2 separate regions of the Sus scrofa genome follow, and region 2 is linked to region 1. The links are chromatin contacts, called in public HiChIP or PLAC-seq maps. All regions are on one chromosome and are shown on one strand. The core of a region is the stretch at or near the end of the contact, and the rest is flanking DNA. Distances in the headings are between cores, read along the strand shown.

Evidence for each region. HiChIP or PLAC-seq counts read pairs in DNA pulled down with a chosen protein or histone mark.
Region 2: an H3K27ac HiChIP or PLAC-seq map of alveolar macrophages shows a contact between it and region 1. The contact joins two enhancer-like sites. A contact is called at or near these places in 2 of 47 Hi-C or Micro-C datasets (embryonic fibroblasts and epiblast stem cells) and 1 of 2 datasets of contacts at active chromatin or transcription factors (alveolar macrophages).

What each region holds. Positions count from the first base shown.
Region 1 is chr9:70,588,624-70,592,043 of Sscrofa11.1, reverse strand. The region is part of intron 6 of LOC110262229 (pituitary tumor-transforming gene 1 protein-interacting protein); the gene reads right to left. Among named protein-coding and RNA genes, the nearest start is that of CDK14, 88 kb to the left of the region's middle. Within about 2 kb of position 1,608, at least 2 of the 83 cell types and tissues checked have an H3K27ac peak or open chromatin away from gene starts, as enhancers often do. A contact at or near this core is called in alveolar macrophages, where this site is marked.
Region 2 is chr9:71,134,002-71,137,421 of Sscrofa11.1, reverse strand. CDK14 (cyclin-dependent kinase 14) reads right to left here. Exons shown (of 15, transcript XM_021102362.1): 11 at 627-690. Among named protein-coding and RNA genes, the nearest start is that of FZD1, 210 kb to the left of the region's middle. Within about 2 kb of position 1,896, at least 5 of the 83 cell types and tissues checked have an H3K27ac peak or open chromatin away from gene starts, as enhancers often do. A contact at or near this core is called in alveolar macrophages, where this site is marked.

The DNA.
Region 1 (3,420 bases), core at 359-2,858:
CTGAACCCTCTCCATAGCAGCAACCCGAGCCGCCATAGTGACAACACCGAATCCTCAATCCACTGCATCACAAGAGGACTCCTATTTTACAAAGTCTTGAACACAGCCGAAAATCCAGCCCTCCCAGTAAAGTCTAACACAACCCAAACTCCTTTTACTGGCCTATAAAACCCCTGCATGATCTGATCCCTGCCTATGTCTCCTGTTCAATCCTTGCTCACTCCCAGCCATGCTGCATTCAGCTTCTCCAACACTCTAAGCTCTGGCTCCCCCTGCAGCCTCCATCTGGTTTTTTCCTTTCCCGCACCCCCGACTCTGCTCCTTGGCTGACTCCTCATCATGTTTTGGTCTTTACTTAAACCCGACTCCCTCAACACCTTTCCTATTTATCTGAAGTATGTTCCCACCTTTATTTCCCCCAATTTCAGTTCTTTTGTTTCTTTCCAGCAGTGCCACAATTTTTTATTATTTTCCTTTGCTCTTCACTTCTTTTGTTTTACAATGGGAATATTGTCTCCCCTCCCCTAGCTTTGTTGAGATATGATTGACATATAACATTAAGTTTAAGGTATACAATGTGTTGATTTGATACACTTATATATTGAAATGATGACCATGATAGCATTAGCTAACGGGTACATCACCTCACATAATTATCACTCTTTTTTTTGTAGTAAGAACATTTTAGATCTACTCTCTTAGTAACTAATATGGTCACTACATATAATATGGTATTATTAGTTATAATCACCATGCTGTACATTTTGATCTTCAGAACTTATTCATCTTTTAACTGGCAGTTTGAACTCTTTGACCAACATCTCTTCTTTCCCCTGATAGTGTCTATCTTGTTTCATGCTGTATCCCCCATGTCTGGCACAAAGCAAAATGCAACAAATGCTTATTCAATCAAAGCCATCCTATCCTGATCTTTTTCTAACTCCCTTTGTTCTTATTGGAATCAGAGCAAAATTAACTCATCATTTACTCAATTTTATCATTACTATTCAAGTCAACACAAATACCTATAGGCCAGGAACTGTCAGGTGCTGCTTTACCAGCTATTATTTATTCAGTATTCACTATGGGCTGGCACTGTTATAAGTACTTTACATACAATCTCATTGTATCATCACAAGTATGTAATCAAGCAACTATTTTTATCCCTATTTTATTTTATTTTTTCATTTTGGCCATGCCCGTGGCATGCAGAAGTTCTCTGGCCAGGGATCAAACCTTTGCCACAGCAGTGACAATGCCAGGTCCTAAACCTGCTGAGCCACCAGAGAACACCTATTCTTATTTTAAAGATGAGGAAGCTAAGACAAGAGAGAGGTTAATATGTGCTCCAGATATCACAAACAGTAAGTGATAGAGCTGAGATTCTGCATTCTGTCCCATAAAACACAATTTCCACCTTAAAATCAGTACTGAGAGAGGGGAAAAGAAAGTGAGCTGAAAATGCAAAGGGAAGTGATAACAGTTGCTTAAGGCAGAGCAGTAAAATTTGTTTGAAGGTGGCATTTCATCAGAGGGATTATGAAAGCTGACCCTTAAAAACGTCAGTGGATGAGAAGAAAAGTCAGAGGGGACTAGAGAGAGGCACTACACATAGTGACGGCAGTACAGTGATGAAATACTGTCCTCGCCCAGGTTGTTATGTTCTGACACAGAGATGAAGTGATTTGTGTAAATTTCACAATAAATGCAATAAATATGTTAGAAGAAATATAAAAGACTACAGCTCTAGAATTCCACAAAGCAAAATTGTTTTAAAATTATTTCCAATAGGTATTTAAATTATAATGGTATTTTCCAAAAAGTATTGACATACATCTTTTTCAAGACTAAGAACAGTAAATTTCTAGAAAAATGAATATTTATAAAATAAAGGATTTTTTTGCAATAGTTCCTTATATAGAACAGTGAGGGGTCTCATCTAAACTTTATTAATATGAATTCTCCTCAATGAATAATCCAACTCAGCACTTGCTTTTTATATTCCCTGCCGGTGGCTTCTATAGTCAAAGTTCTTGACTGGAGAAACTGAAATAATCCCCCCCCCCATTTTGGTAAAAAAGCAATTACTTTCCATTTCCTTCACATATTTTCACCATACTCCCATTAGAACATTTATCTAAACTCTCAAACAACTAAATACACACACACACCAAAACACACCCAGTGCTTGTATTAGGAAACAGCTGAGTTAAAGGTATGTGGTGATTCCCTGTCGTTTCTCCTGTTGAATGCACATAATTTTTCTTCATTCATTCCCTTTGAAGTGCCTGACATTCAGCCTCATTTTATACATACTGGCAATGGAAAACTGGGCTTTAAAATCATGAGAAGTCATTTCTCTCCCCCCTTTTTTTTTTTTAACAAGAGTTGATATGTATGACAAACTAGGCTTTGATTACCACAGAAATTTAGAATTTTAACAGTACCTCAGAAAGCATCTAATCTGGAAAAGAGCAACTTAGACAAAGTATTCCCCACTCCCACCACAGAGGATGGGTATTGCTAATAGATTGCTATGTTCTTTCCCACTAAGCCTAAGCATTACTCAAGATTCCTTCTCTACATGATGCTCCAGGCAATGTCTATCCTGTAAGATAAAACATTTATTGTGCATGATCCTTCTCATAGGATAGAAAATGCACTTCAGAAAGCTGCAATCTGGGTCATCCTCTGTGGTATGGATAGACCTGGTATTGCTTATCTATTCATCCATTGATGGACACTTGGGTTATTTCCACTTTTTGACTCTTGAGGAAGATGCTGCTATGAACATGGGGATACAAATATCTCTTTTTGACTCTGCTTTTCATTTTTTTTTTTTCATCACGGGAATTCTGTACCCTTCCTCTTGTTTTCCTTCTTTATCTTAACAGCATCATTGTCTTCCAATTACCCAAGCTAGAAACCTTGGACTCTCCAGCTCCTCCTTTTTATGCTCTACTTCTAAAGGATCAAGAGGGTTTGTGAAGTTGAATCTGAAATGTCTTTCCTTGTCACTGCCCATGTTTAGGCTTTCATCTGTGCCCACTTGAATGATTGGCACTCTGCTAACTGATCTTCCTACTGGAATCTCCCCTCTCTAAACCATCCATCCATCCCATCTCCCGTCCCCACCCCCACCCCAATAATACCATCAAGATATTTTTCCTTATAAGTGTGATTGTGACTCCCCACCTCTGCCAAAAGTTGCCTTTCTTCAAGATAAAGTTAATGTCTCCCTTCACCTTTAAAATAAAGCTCAAATTCCTACGTGGGATTTCAAGTTTCTCCACAAATAAGGACCAGGTGCCTTTCTCATCACACATCATCATGATGATTAGAAGCTAAGATCCTGGGGCCAGACTACCCAGCTTTGAGACACTAGGCAGGACTGCCCCCACTTTAGGGCAGGCTGAGGGG
Region 2 (3,420 bases), core at 647-3,146, 550 kb before region 1:
TCGACCATATTTGAAATTCTTCTGTTAAGTGTAATTATTAAAACTGAAAGTTTCTTGACTGCCACCTAGTGGTAAGTAAAAAGTGACAACTTGTTTTAAAAGTTCTGCATTTTCTCTGATTTTCCAGTTTAGAGGTTTAAATATTTAACATGAAAAAAAAGGAATGTTGGAAATATAGAACATTTTGTCATTTATGCTCAAATTAATTAACCATGTATTATGAGATTTAAAAAAAAATCAAAAATGTTATTTTTCCTTTTTACAATTTAATACTTTGCCTAGTATTATTACTACAGGTCACACAGATGGATTATAGTGACATAAAGTTTGTTTTTATAGACATGGATGCTAGTCTAACTGAGGATGAAATGAAAGGTTACCACAAGATTAGCCAGTCAAATCCAATGAAACACATACAGTGAAAAACTCTCATAAGGGATGTCACTCATTCCATCTTTACAGACAAATTGTGAAAACCAGAGGACAACTCCAATAAGAGGTATAACACACAATGGCAAAAGTAACCAGAATTTTTCCAGGTGATATATCAGCCTGAGGAGGAACATTTATACATTCACCCTTTGCATTTTGGAAGCACTTAGTCATTTGTAATTAGTGAAACATACCTGGCTTAAAATGTGGTAAAGAATGAACTCCAGGCCATGTGTCCTCATTGGGCGTCCCAAGAACCTAGTGGAGAGTAGGAAATTGTGGAAACAGACTTATTATTTCCAAAGTACTCAAGATTCTCCAGGGTAGAAAACAGTACACGACATATGATGAAATTCTGGATTTTTTTTTTTTTCCATTATCATGTGCCAGGGATTTTATTTCAGTAAAAAACAAACCCAGCTAAAAAGCCACCCAGGTTGAATGTCTTAACAAATTAAAACAGTCTTAACAAATTAAAACGTCTTAACAAATTAAAAATTAAAAATTTGTTAACGTTTTAACAAATGCAGCTGAATGTGCTAAAATAAGTTAAATCTGCTGCATTTTACCAACTCCTAACTTAATAAGTAGGCTTAGGACTCAAAGGATGAACTGTTATCTTCATGAAACTGAATAAAGTATGTATGTGTGCCTCATGATTCTTTCATGAGCTTTCATCCTTCACAGTATCAGATGGGTCATCATTGAACAGTTATGAGAATTGTGTCACTTCTTCCACCACGTCCTCTGTCTGGGTATCAGAATATTTCAAAGAAGCAGGACAGACAGAATACTCCCACGCTCTACTGGCCAGACTGTCTGTTACAGTTACCACCTTTAGTCACGTGTTTTATACTTTCTTCATCTCCAAATACTGTTCTGCCTACACCATCTTTTTCCATCCACATTTCCAGCTTCTTCCCCTGTCTCCTTTCCCATCCCCACCACGTTTGACTTAGTCCAGGGAATTAAACAGAAATTCCAGTTCAGGTATAACTGGGCATACTCTATTTGAATTTTCAGTTCCACCACCTATTGCTATTATATGCAATGATCGTTAAATCTCCACTGGAGAACAGTAGGCTTGAAAGGTGAGGAGCACAGAATAGGGAGTCACGCTCCTTTGATTCCCTACTTGCTAGCCATGGGACCTCAAAGAACTTTATTTTCCTCCTGTGTACTCTGGAGCTGACAACAGCACCCTCCTGGTCTGGGGGAGCCCACCATCCAGCACGCAGTAGGCATCATGTTGGGACCAGGTGCTCTCCAAAGCACCCACAGAAAATGGAGTCAGGCCCAGCAGGTGCAGGCCATGGGAAAGAATCTAGCCCACCCGTCTTTTCCACAGGGACTCCCTGATCTGTGGAGTCAGTGCCAAATGCTGTAACTCAAACTATGCTGGACCAACACGGAGAGTCAAGTGAGTTAGAAAGCGGAAGAGAGAAAGCCGGAAGCTGGCAAAACTGGAGGCATGGTATCTGTCTTCCTCTTTCTGAGTTGCTTCACTTTGTAAGATAAGCTCTAGTTGCATCCACGTTGCTACAAGTGGCATTATAATCAACGAGGTCCTGCTGCACAGCACAGGGAACTATATCCAATCTTTCAGGACAGAACATGATGGAAGAGAGTATGAGGAAAAGAATATATATGACTGGGCCACTTAGCTGGACAGTAGAAATTGACACAACATTGTAAATCAACTATATTTTAATAATTAAAAATTAAACTAAAATCAATTAAAGTGTAATTAAATTAAAAATAATGTAAAAAAAATCTGGAGGCACAGTTGACATTAGGGAGAAAAGGACGCCTATTCATCTCTGTCTCTGAGGCCCAGAGGTACCACTAGACAATGGGGAGACGCAGAGCTCTGAGTCTATGTATGACTTCCTGGGGGGGCGCGAGGGCAAAAGCTGGCACGTACAGCGAGTGCTTCCTGCACTGCTTCCATGTGAATCAGAGTTACACACATGCCCGATGTTCCTCACTGAAACCTGGAATCCAGGTTCAGGAGATCAGGGAATGCAAATCTTTAAAATCATCTTGGTTAACTTTGCAAGCACTAATTAATACTAACATACACAGGCAGATCTACACAAACAAGGTCCCACTCTGGAGGGGCTGGGTGAGAGCAGAAGGTGACAGGCAAGAGGGGCCCATGGTGATATAAGACAAGAAGAGAGGCAAAGTCAAGTCACAATTGTGACAACAGGGTCCCTGCAAAAGGCATGCCCCCCTCTCTTTCCACCAATTCTGCCCATGATTTCAAGAAAGAGAGGCAATCAGGTGTGTGGGCAGTGCACAGCTCATCTAGGGGATGCTTCACTTGGAGCTCCCACTGAATTCCGTGCAAAGGACAAACTACTAAGCTTTGGCAACTAAAGGGAGAAACTTTCAGCCCCCCAAATCCCATCTTGATCAAGATCAATCCACCACATATGAAATAGAACCTCTAGGGTTTTATAAACTCTGAAAAGTCCAGGCAAAACATGCAACTCATTCTCTCATTCCTAATAAAGGTAGGATTGATACCCCGACGACCCACGTTTCTACAGTGTTTATGTTAAAGCTTTTTCACAGGCACTGTACTGCCCCATATACAGTGTCCAGTCTCAGAGGGCTTATCAAATATTCTGACCATCTTAGAAGAATTACCTGCAAAGTAAAATACATAGGACTTTTTCTGAGTTATTCTAGTGTTGACTGATGAGATTCCAGACCTCAAATTCTTCTCTTGTCTACCACACCTAGGCCATGTGCATGGGAAATAGAAAGTGGGCAAGGGAAAAGAATTCAAAATCAATGCTGCTTCCTGGAAGAGCCTTTTTAGAAAGGCAATGGGGGTGAAATGCATGGTTAGAGTTGATGGGCTACTTATGCCCTAAGGGAAGTGGGTGTGTCATCTTTGATGTCAGAGTGGCTTCTGTGTCTCCCTGTTCCTTTGATGGTTCATCTCTTCACTAGGCTAACATCCGTTGTGTCGTCACA